Regions from separate parts of the Sus scrofa genome. Here regions 2 and 3 are each linked to region 1. The links are chromatin contacts, called in public Hi-C maps. All regions are on one chromosome and are shown on one strand. Each heading gives the region's core, a stretch centred on a gene start, on an enhancer-like site or on the middle of the called end of the contact. The rest is flanking DNA. Distances are from core to core; before and after follow the strand shown.

Region 1 (2,701 bases), core at 42-2,541:
CATATTCCTGCCTCTTTTGTTGTAGATTAGTTGACTGTAAGTGTGTGGATTTACTTCTGGCTCTCTATCCTGTTCATTGACCTAGGTTTCTGTTTTTGTGCCGGGACCATACTACTTTGATGACCACAGTTGTGGAGTAGAGACTGACACAGAGAATGCGATTCCTCCAGCTCTGCTCTTCTTTCTCAGGATGGTTTTGGCTATTCAGGATCTTTTGTGTTTCCAAACAAATTTTCTGAATTACTTCGTCTCCTCTGTGAAAAATGCCGTTGGTATTTTGACAGGGATCACACTGAATCTGTATACGTGTGTGTGTAAATATATATTATATATATATGTATGTATATGAATTTAGAGTTACCACAATCTCAAGCTCATGAAGCACTTGGAAATTCCTTGCTTCACATCTTAAATTAGAAATTGCATCCTCAGAGTTCCCATTGGGCTCAGTATGTTAAGGGCCTGACATAGTATCCATGAGGGTGTGGGTTCAATCCCTGGCCTCGCTCAGTAGGTTAAAGATCTGGAGTTGCAGCAAGCTGTGGCATAGGTTGCAGAAGTGGCTTGGATGTGGCCTTTCTGTGGTGGGCAGCTGCAGCTCTGATTTGACCCCTAGCCCAGGAATATCCACATGCTGCAGTTGCGTCTGTAAAAAGGAGAGAAAGAATGAAAGAACGAACGAAGGAAAGAAGGAAGGAAGAAAGGAATTACCTCCTGCACAAAATTATCCAGACTGCCCACATTAGGATCAAGTGTCTTTCCATCCCGTGGCCCCACAGCTTCCTGATGAGGCACAAATCGGCTCACAGCAGTGCCCCCCCCCCCCAAAGGTCCAAGAATGCTGGTTGTAACTCTTGGTCCACAGTGGGCTGCGCCTAGCTCTGTGCACATAATCGAGCTTTGTAAATAAAGAGATGCCTTTAGCACCGTCTATAGAGAACCCTAGGCCACTTGATTCATCAGGGGAACGAGCTCTGGGCCTTTGCCTTAGTAGTTGGTGAACAGGGCCCCTCTGCAGCCTCTTCTGCTGACTGCTGGGCCCAGAGCACTGGGTTCCCAGAGGATCCCTGCCCACAGCATCAGCAGCACCTGTGAACATGATAGGACCACAGATGCACAGATGCATCACACACTGGCAGAATCAGACCTCAGGGTGAGGCCTGGCTGCATTCTAATACCCAGCTGCTGACTCTGACCCCCCAGAGGCCCCAAGGAGTCTGAAGGAGCAGCTCTGCTTGCCGCCCACTGAGCCCAGCTGACAGGGACGGACCTCGTGCCAGCAGAGGGAAGCAAAGGGCAGCAGAGCCTAGACAAGCTGAGGGGGAAAGAGGAACCCCGGCCGGCAGCTCTGGCCCAGCACATCCAGGGCCAAGTGCAGATGCAGCTTCCAGAGGGAGGGGATCCCAGATTACTCAGACTCTGGGTTGAGCTGGGGACACAGAGCGTGGGTGGATCAGTGGGGGGAGCTGAAGAGGAGACCAAACTTGACGTCATGTCAGCGAATCAAGCAAAGCACAGTCCTGACTGAAGGATGCACTCAGGGCGCAGTAAGACCTGCCTCAGCCTTCCCTTCGGGATCTCATCGCGAGGCTCAGAAGCCCGGCTGTGGGACTTGCAGTTCTCACTCTCAAATGTACAGGTAATATTGGGGCAGCTTTCGCCATAATGTTCTGCCCCCTGAGCCCTTTACTCATCCTTTAGTTTCTCAGCTCATGCAGGATAGAGGAGGGGTAATCTGAAATTCTGCCTTCTTTGCCTGAAACAAGGCTCCTCTCAAAGTTAAGGCCCGGCTGCTTTTATTTCTGCTGTGCTTACTGAATGATACGACGGATGTGAAAGTCCTTTGCAAAGTACACACTGTACAGATGCAAGCTACTGTTGTCACAAGGGCTCCAGTGACCAGACTTTGTGTACCTACGTCCCCACATCAGATGATCCATCTTCTCAAAGATTTGTTTTGTGAAAGGCAGTGTGGTTATTAGATTGGGCCTGGCCTTTGGACTGTAATAGGCTGGTTCAATCTTAGGTCAGTTAGTTACTTTCTGCAGGATGCTGCATAGCTGTTGACTCTTGTTAGCCTCTGAAATAAGACTGAGATCATAAAATCTGCCACAAGGATTAAGTGCAGGATGTACGTGGTGATTGATGTACACAGGACAGGCACACAACCACGCAACTTTCTTTTATAAGATAAGACTAAGCAGGCCGAAAAAGGGCTCAGAACATCAGACGAAGTGATAAAGTTAAAACATGTGCCACTCCTGTTCCTCTGTTCTGCTTCTGCTGCTCACTTCCCATCCTAAATTAAAAGCTGATTCCTTGGAAAGGCCTTCCAAGCCAAATCCTTATAAAACCCATCCTTCGTTCCAAAGCCTCCTGCTTCTTCCTCTCACTTTGGTCACGCTGGGCCCTCAGCTTTCCTCAAATGTCACATCAAGGGGCGGTCTTCCTTGTCACCTCACCCAACTGAGCTTCCAAAACTCTCCATGCCATCACCCCTCTTTCTGAATTTACTTTTCTCTTTGAACTTCTAATCAGCTAATATGAAATGTTTCTTATTCCTCTTCCTTGTTTCCTGCTCCCTCATTGGAGGGTCCACAGGTTAGGGATTTGGGTCTCTTCTGCTCACTCTTCTAAATCTGGCACCCACAGTGCTGCCTGGTATATGCTAGGTGCTTATTTTGTTGAATGAAAGGATGAA
Region 2 (2,700 bases), core at 25-2,524, 83 kb before region 1:
CTGCTGTGTTGGAGATGAAGCTGGTACATTCACCCATAATATGCATCATGTAAATTAATGCGATGCTGCCTACAACCCATCTAGAAGCATCTATCATGACAGAAACAGCAAACAGACATGCATACCGGCAAGTAAAAAAACACCTTTCCTTTAGAATCCTACTTTTGGGGATTTAAACTACAGACTTTATCTAAAAGTAAAAAAATGGTTATTGTAGTATGTGTGCATAATAGATAGCAGTGCAAAATTTTGGCATCAACCTTAATAGTCCACAAAGAAATTAAAATCGAAGTGAATTTCAGGATGCAGAACTTAAAATAGTCATTATGGACTTTGGCTACATGGAAACTCTTGATGTAAAAACAAAATATATACTCATTTCTCCTTTTTTTCTGCAATAGAAAAATGGAAATCATTTGGCATATTGGGATAAGCAGCATCAATGAACTTGAACAACAATTAAGTAAACGTCAACTTTTTAAATGAACTGCTATTAACTGTGGTGCATGGATTGTTACATTTACTTTAGCTCTTTGTAGCAAAACGCTTTGCAAATGTCAGGCCTTGTTTCTCCCAACTGCAGGCTGGCCCTGCCCTTCCAGCCCCTCAGTGCAGATAGCACCCAGCTGGGGGTTCGGCGGCAGCCCCTTGTGTGCAAAACAAAGGCTGCCTACAGATTTCTACCAAATGCCAATGCCTGGGAGTGGGGCTGGCCGTGCCCACAGGTACCCAGGCCAGCCTGTTTCTCCCCAACACCAGGCGCGGCCGTGTGACCCGATAAGCCGCCACATGCTGGGCCTCGCTGTCCCTCCGGGTCACGCGGGAGAGCTGGGCGTTTCGTTGTTGTTGTTTTCCTTTCAGCTCAGCTCTGCGGTTCCCCTGGTGTCTGGAGGTAAGTGTTATCCCTCGGCCACCCTCCCTTCTCCAGTGTGACAGCTACCCACCCCCGGGTCACGCTTCTTGGCTGCCCATAGAGAGGGGCCTGGAGTTTGTCACATTCGTTGGTTGTATTTAGGCTTTTGGAAATCATTAACCTAGTTGTGAATAGACCCAATTACTGCCGCCGCCTCTGAAAGTGTCTACGTTGGATCCGTATGCATTTATTTTTTAGCCTTTGGTCTGAGTCACCGTGTTTATAGGATGCTTACTGCATGATCCGAGATGGCAGAGGGTCCCTTGGGAGAGTGAGGTTCCCGAACATGTTCAGGCAATAGGACCAGGGGCTGTTTCGGTTCTTGTTTGTGAAAAAATACACGTGCGGAGTTATGGAGACATAGTTGGACTAGCTGGCGTCTGGCACATTCCAAGGGCACGTTCAGGTGTGCAATCTCCCTGGCTGTCTCATTACCCAGAAATGGGATCTTTTACTGGAATGAGAACAAGCTCAAACAGTACAAAGTGCAAGCAAACCTCTCCTGAGCTCGAGGTTTTCTCTGGCCTCACACTTAACCATTGACTGCCAACCCCTCTTCCTCCCCAAAATCAAATGTTGTGAATCCGGGTTGTAGGTGAGTTATCAGGCACGCCCGTACACTGTGCCATGCTGGATTTTCACTTGGGATTCAGGTGCTTCTCTGAAACTTGGCCTCTTAGAGCTGAAAGGGAAAGGCTATGAAAAGAATGTTAAATTTGCTCCATGCAGAAACTTGATATACAAATTCTATTTAAAGAAACGGTTTGATAAGTAAATTTGACATTTTGAACAGTCTTGTTAATTAAAACCCTTATACATTTTCTGTCATGCTTTTGCATTTTTTTTTTTTCTTTTTAGGACTGAACATGCAACTTATGGACATTCCATGTTAGGGGTCGAATTGGAACTACAGCTGCCAGCCTACAGCAATGCTGGATACTTAACCCACTGAGCGAGGCCAGGAATCGAACCTGCATCCTCATGGATACCAGTCAGATTCAATACCAATGAGCCACAATGGGAACTCCTGCATTTGCATCTCGAAAGCAGCACCTAAATACTCCATTTGTTGAAAAGTATTTGTTGATCTGTCTCATTTACACTTTTAATATAACCGTCACTCTAAGGATGAGCCAGATTCTGAGCTAAACACCTTAGCAGGTTGACTTTCTTAAATCCCCCTGACAGGCTCCTTAGGATTTCTCCATGCATTACACAGCTTATAGGATTAGGAGGGGGCTTTGCTGAAGTAAATGATGGCACAAAGTCCGTGTGGGTGGAGGAGACACGGCAGGGGACAGAGAGGGGTTTCCGGTGGTGGATAGAACTAGCAGGGAGCATTATCTGCCCTTGAAGGCCAGCCTCTACCCAGGAAGACACCTGGGAAGGTGTGCTGCCACCTTGCAAACTCCATAGGCAGTCAGCCTGGACGCCAGGCTCTCTAGTGGGTCTGTGGTCCCAGCACACACACGTGGGCATCAGGGAGAAGGCTTGTCTCTTAGGGGAGGCCCTTGGAAGGCTTGTATTCAGTGACATCCAAGAGGTACCTGTAAAAGACCGTCTGGGGAAAGGGAGTGGTTGTACTTGACTCTTGTTGTGGCTTTAAGGAGTGAGGTCCCCTGACACCAGCGGGTGGAAAGCAACTGCAGTACTGGCTGAATTCCTGTCTGATGGGATGCTCCTCAGAAGATTGCCTCTCTCTTTTTTGTGCCCAGAGAACTTGAGAACAGAGAGGTTGCTCCCCCAGCCAGTACCCGATACACTTTATCTGAAATGTCCAAGTTTTT
Region 3 (2,700 bases), core at 32-2,531, 120 kb before region 1:
AAATTAGGCAGTCTGGGGGTGGGAGCCAGACAAGGTGTCTTGTTTCGTTTTAAATCCCAACCGATTCTAATTTGCAGCCAAGTTTGGGGTGCACTGCTTTAGGACTTACTGCTCCCCCCACCATCGCACTCAGCACCAAACCCTGTCTCGCTGTGCCAGTGACATCAACAGCAAGTACAGACCTGACTCTTGGAACCCCGGCTGCTTGAGTCTGAAATTGTGCAATTAAACCTTCTCAGGCATGTTTCTCATGTCAAGTGGGTTTATGGTCGGTAGTCACGAAGCCAGACTCGCTCATGTTTGGTCTGGACATTTGGCCCACGTGAACCACGGACATCAATCCGGTTTTTTTTTTTTTTAAAGTTTAATATTTTGGTTGGCCTGATGTCAAATTCTTCAAAAAGCTAAAAGACACATCCCAGAGAGAGAAATCTCTAGATTTTGAGGAGGAACGCTTGCTGTGAGCCATATTTTGAAACTGTGGGGACCCGGCCGGCCCGGATGCGTCCCGCCCCTGGACCGTTCGCCCCAGAACTGGCCCTCCTGCCGCGGCCGCTCCCACCGCCCCGTCCCTTCCACTGCGAAGCGCGGACACGCCGCCCAAGGGCTGCAAGAGGGGACAAATCTCGGGAGTCCCGGGAAGTGGCTACTCGCCGCCCGAGGGATGCGGACGGCGGGAGGCGCTGCGGGACGCGGAGGGGCGGTGGGGCCGGAGGACCTCTGGCCTCCCGGTCCCGAAGCGCAGGTGGCCAGTGCCCGGAACGAGCTCTCGAGCCTCTGGGTCAAGGCCGCGCCAGGAGAGGGGTCGGGGAGCTGGCTCCGGCGTGGGGCGCGGGTGCGGGGCCGGGCGCGGAGGGCCGCTCGGGTCCCGGGGTCCGGGCACGGGCCCCGCGTCCCGCCTGCGCCGCCCCCCAGCCCGGCGCACCGCGGGCGCACGTGCGGGGACGCGCTCGCCGGGGCGTCCACCCCGCGGGGGCCGGGAGGGCGGAAGGGAAGCGGCGCTCGGGCTCCTCGGCCCGCCGCGCCCGAGGCTGCGCGGCCGCCTGAGGACGGGCGGGACGGCGGCGCGGTCGCCCCTACCTTTCTTCTCCTCCAGCGCCGGACTCGCCTGGAAGTGCGCGGCCAGCAGCGCCAGGAGCGCGGCGCCGCCCGCCCAGGAGCGTCGCATCGCGCGGGGCTCGGCGCTCGGTCGGGACGCAGCGATGGCCGGGGCGCGGGGCGCGGGCTCGGCGGCCGGAGCGGACGGGGATCGCGCGGGCCGCGGGCGTGAGCTCCGAGCCGGGGCGGAGGCTGCGCGCTGCGCCGGCCGCCCGGACGTCTGGCTCGCGGGGGCGGGGGCGGGGGCGCGGGGAGGCCGGGCTCGAGGAGGAGGGACCGGGAGGAGGGGCGGGCGGCGCGCGGGGCGGAGGAGGCGACAGCGGGAGGAGCGCCGCGCGGGAGCGGGCTGCGGAGCCGAGCCCCGGGAGGACTGCCCCGCGCTGCCCCGCCGGCAGGGCAGGTCCTCGCCCACTTGCCTGCTGCTGGCGACCTGACCTTCCTGGAGCCACCTTTGCCCCCGGGTTGCCCATTCCCCTCCGCCGTCCTCCAAGTTGCAGAGCAGACGTGTCCCGGCGCGGAGCAGACCGAGCCTTCTGCCCAAGGCCGGATGCTGGCCCAGCGGGGGAGACCACTGTTTAATTGTGGCCCCAACTTCTCTGAGCACCTCGGGATCCCAGGGCGGGTCAGAGGCTGGCCTGGCGGCAGAGGCGCCCCCTGGCCTCTGAGATGCACTCAAGTCCCAGGGTCCTTCAGGTCCCGTCAAGCACCCTTGAAATCATCTGAAATAAGGACTCCCACCTCTAGCACAGATTCTGGCCTTGGGGAAATGTTTGTTGAGTGAATGCATAGGCACCAAAGGAGCCCGCAGCATTTCATGGGCCGTGCACCAGCGAGCAGTACTTGAAAGACGAATGATTGCAGGAAATCACTTCAAAAAAGTCAAGCACTTAGAATAAAGGCTTAGCACACACACTAGCTGTGGGCCCCCCTGCCTGAAGACAACCACGCTGCAACTCTGACAGGAGAAAAGCCGGGGAAACCTACTCAGGATTCGGCCAGAAGAAAGCCGGCTTTCTCGGGCTGCAGGAAGGTTTTAGCTAAATGCTTCCAGCAAAGCCCGCCCTGCCCTACTCCTCCTCCTCCTTCAGGACAGATGTCTTCTGCCTGTCTACAGCCGACTCCCTCTCCCACAAGACCCATTGTGACTTCTCGCGGGCCTTCAGCTCTGGTTGGCCCCACCTTTTAAGCAGGAATCATAAACCTGCAGTAAGTGGAGCTAAAGCAGGGCCTTTCCTACATGTGGGGGAGCAAAGCTTTGCATCTTTCCTTACCGAGCATTGGGTCCGTGGAACTTTAAGATGAGAATCATTTGTGTTTGTTTCTTTGTTTTAAGGAAGTCCCTTCATCCATTTAAGGATGAAGAAGGCTTTGTAGGTTCTGCAGGCCATGGCTTTGGTCCCTCCACGCTCTTCAAACGAAGGCAGAAATGGTCTGTAAAGAAAAGCGCCACCTGCTAGAGAAGGGCACCAAAGTGACAGCAGTGGGCAGAGGACGCAGCCAGGGTGTGTCTTGTAGCTCATCTGCTCACAGGAGTTCCACACATTTACCCAACAAGGGCCACAGATGGGGTCCTAAGCCTTTATAAAGGAAACATTTGTGTGG

The links. Hi-C and Micro-C count contacts between places; a contact is called where the count stands out from the background.
Region 2: a contact with region 1 is called in a Hi-C map of liver, with 7 times the contacts expected there. The contact joins two enhancer-like sites. A contact is called at or near these places in 3 of 47 Hi-C or Micro-C datasets (epiblast stem cells, liver and skeletal muscle).
Region 3: a contact with region 1 is called in a Hi-C map of liver, with 7 times the contacts expected there. The contact joins the promoter of EGFR here to the enhancer-like site in region 1. A contact is called at or near these places in 5 of 47 Hi-C or Micro-C datasets (embryonic fibroblasts, epiblast stem cells and liver) and 1 of 2 datasets of contacts at active chromatin or transcription factors (skeletal muscle).

What each region holds. Positions count from the first base shown.
Region 1 is chr9:139,179,816-139,182,516 of Sscrofa11.1, reverse strand. All of the region lies in intron 1 of LOC100517727 (a long non-coding RNA gene), which reads right to left. Among named protein-coding and RNA genes, the nearest start is that of SEC61G, 45 kb to the right of the region's middle. Within about 2 kb of position 1,291, at least 9 of the 83 cell types and tissues checked have an H3K27ac peak or open chromatin away from gene starts, as enhancers often do. A contact at or near this core is called in liver, where this site is marked.
Region 2 is chr9:139,262,810-139,265,509 of Sscrofa11.1, reverse strand. No RefSeq gene overlaps it. Among named protein-coding and RNA genes, the nearest start is that of EGFR, 38 kb to the left of the region's middle. Within about 2 kb of position 1,274, at least 18 of the 83 cell types and tissues checked have an H3K27ac peak or open chromatin away from gene starts, as enhancers often do. A contact at or near this core is called in liver, where this site is marked.
Region 3 is chr9:139,300,991-139,303,690 of Sscrofa11.1, reverse strand. EGFR (epidermal growth factor receptor) reads right to left here and starts at 1,281. Exons shown (of 28, transcript NM_214007.1): 1 at 1,081-1,281. The coding sequence starts at 1,168.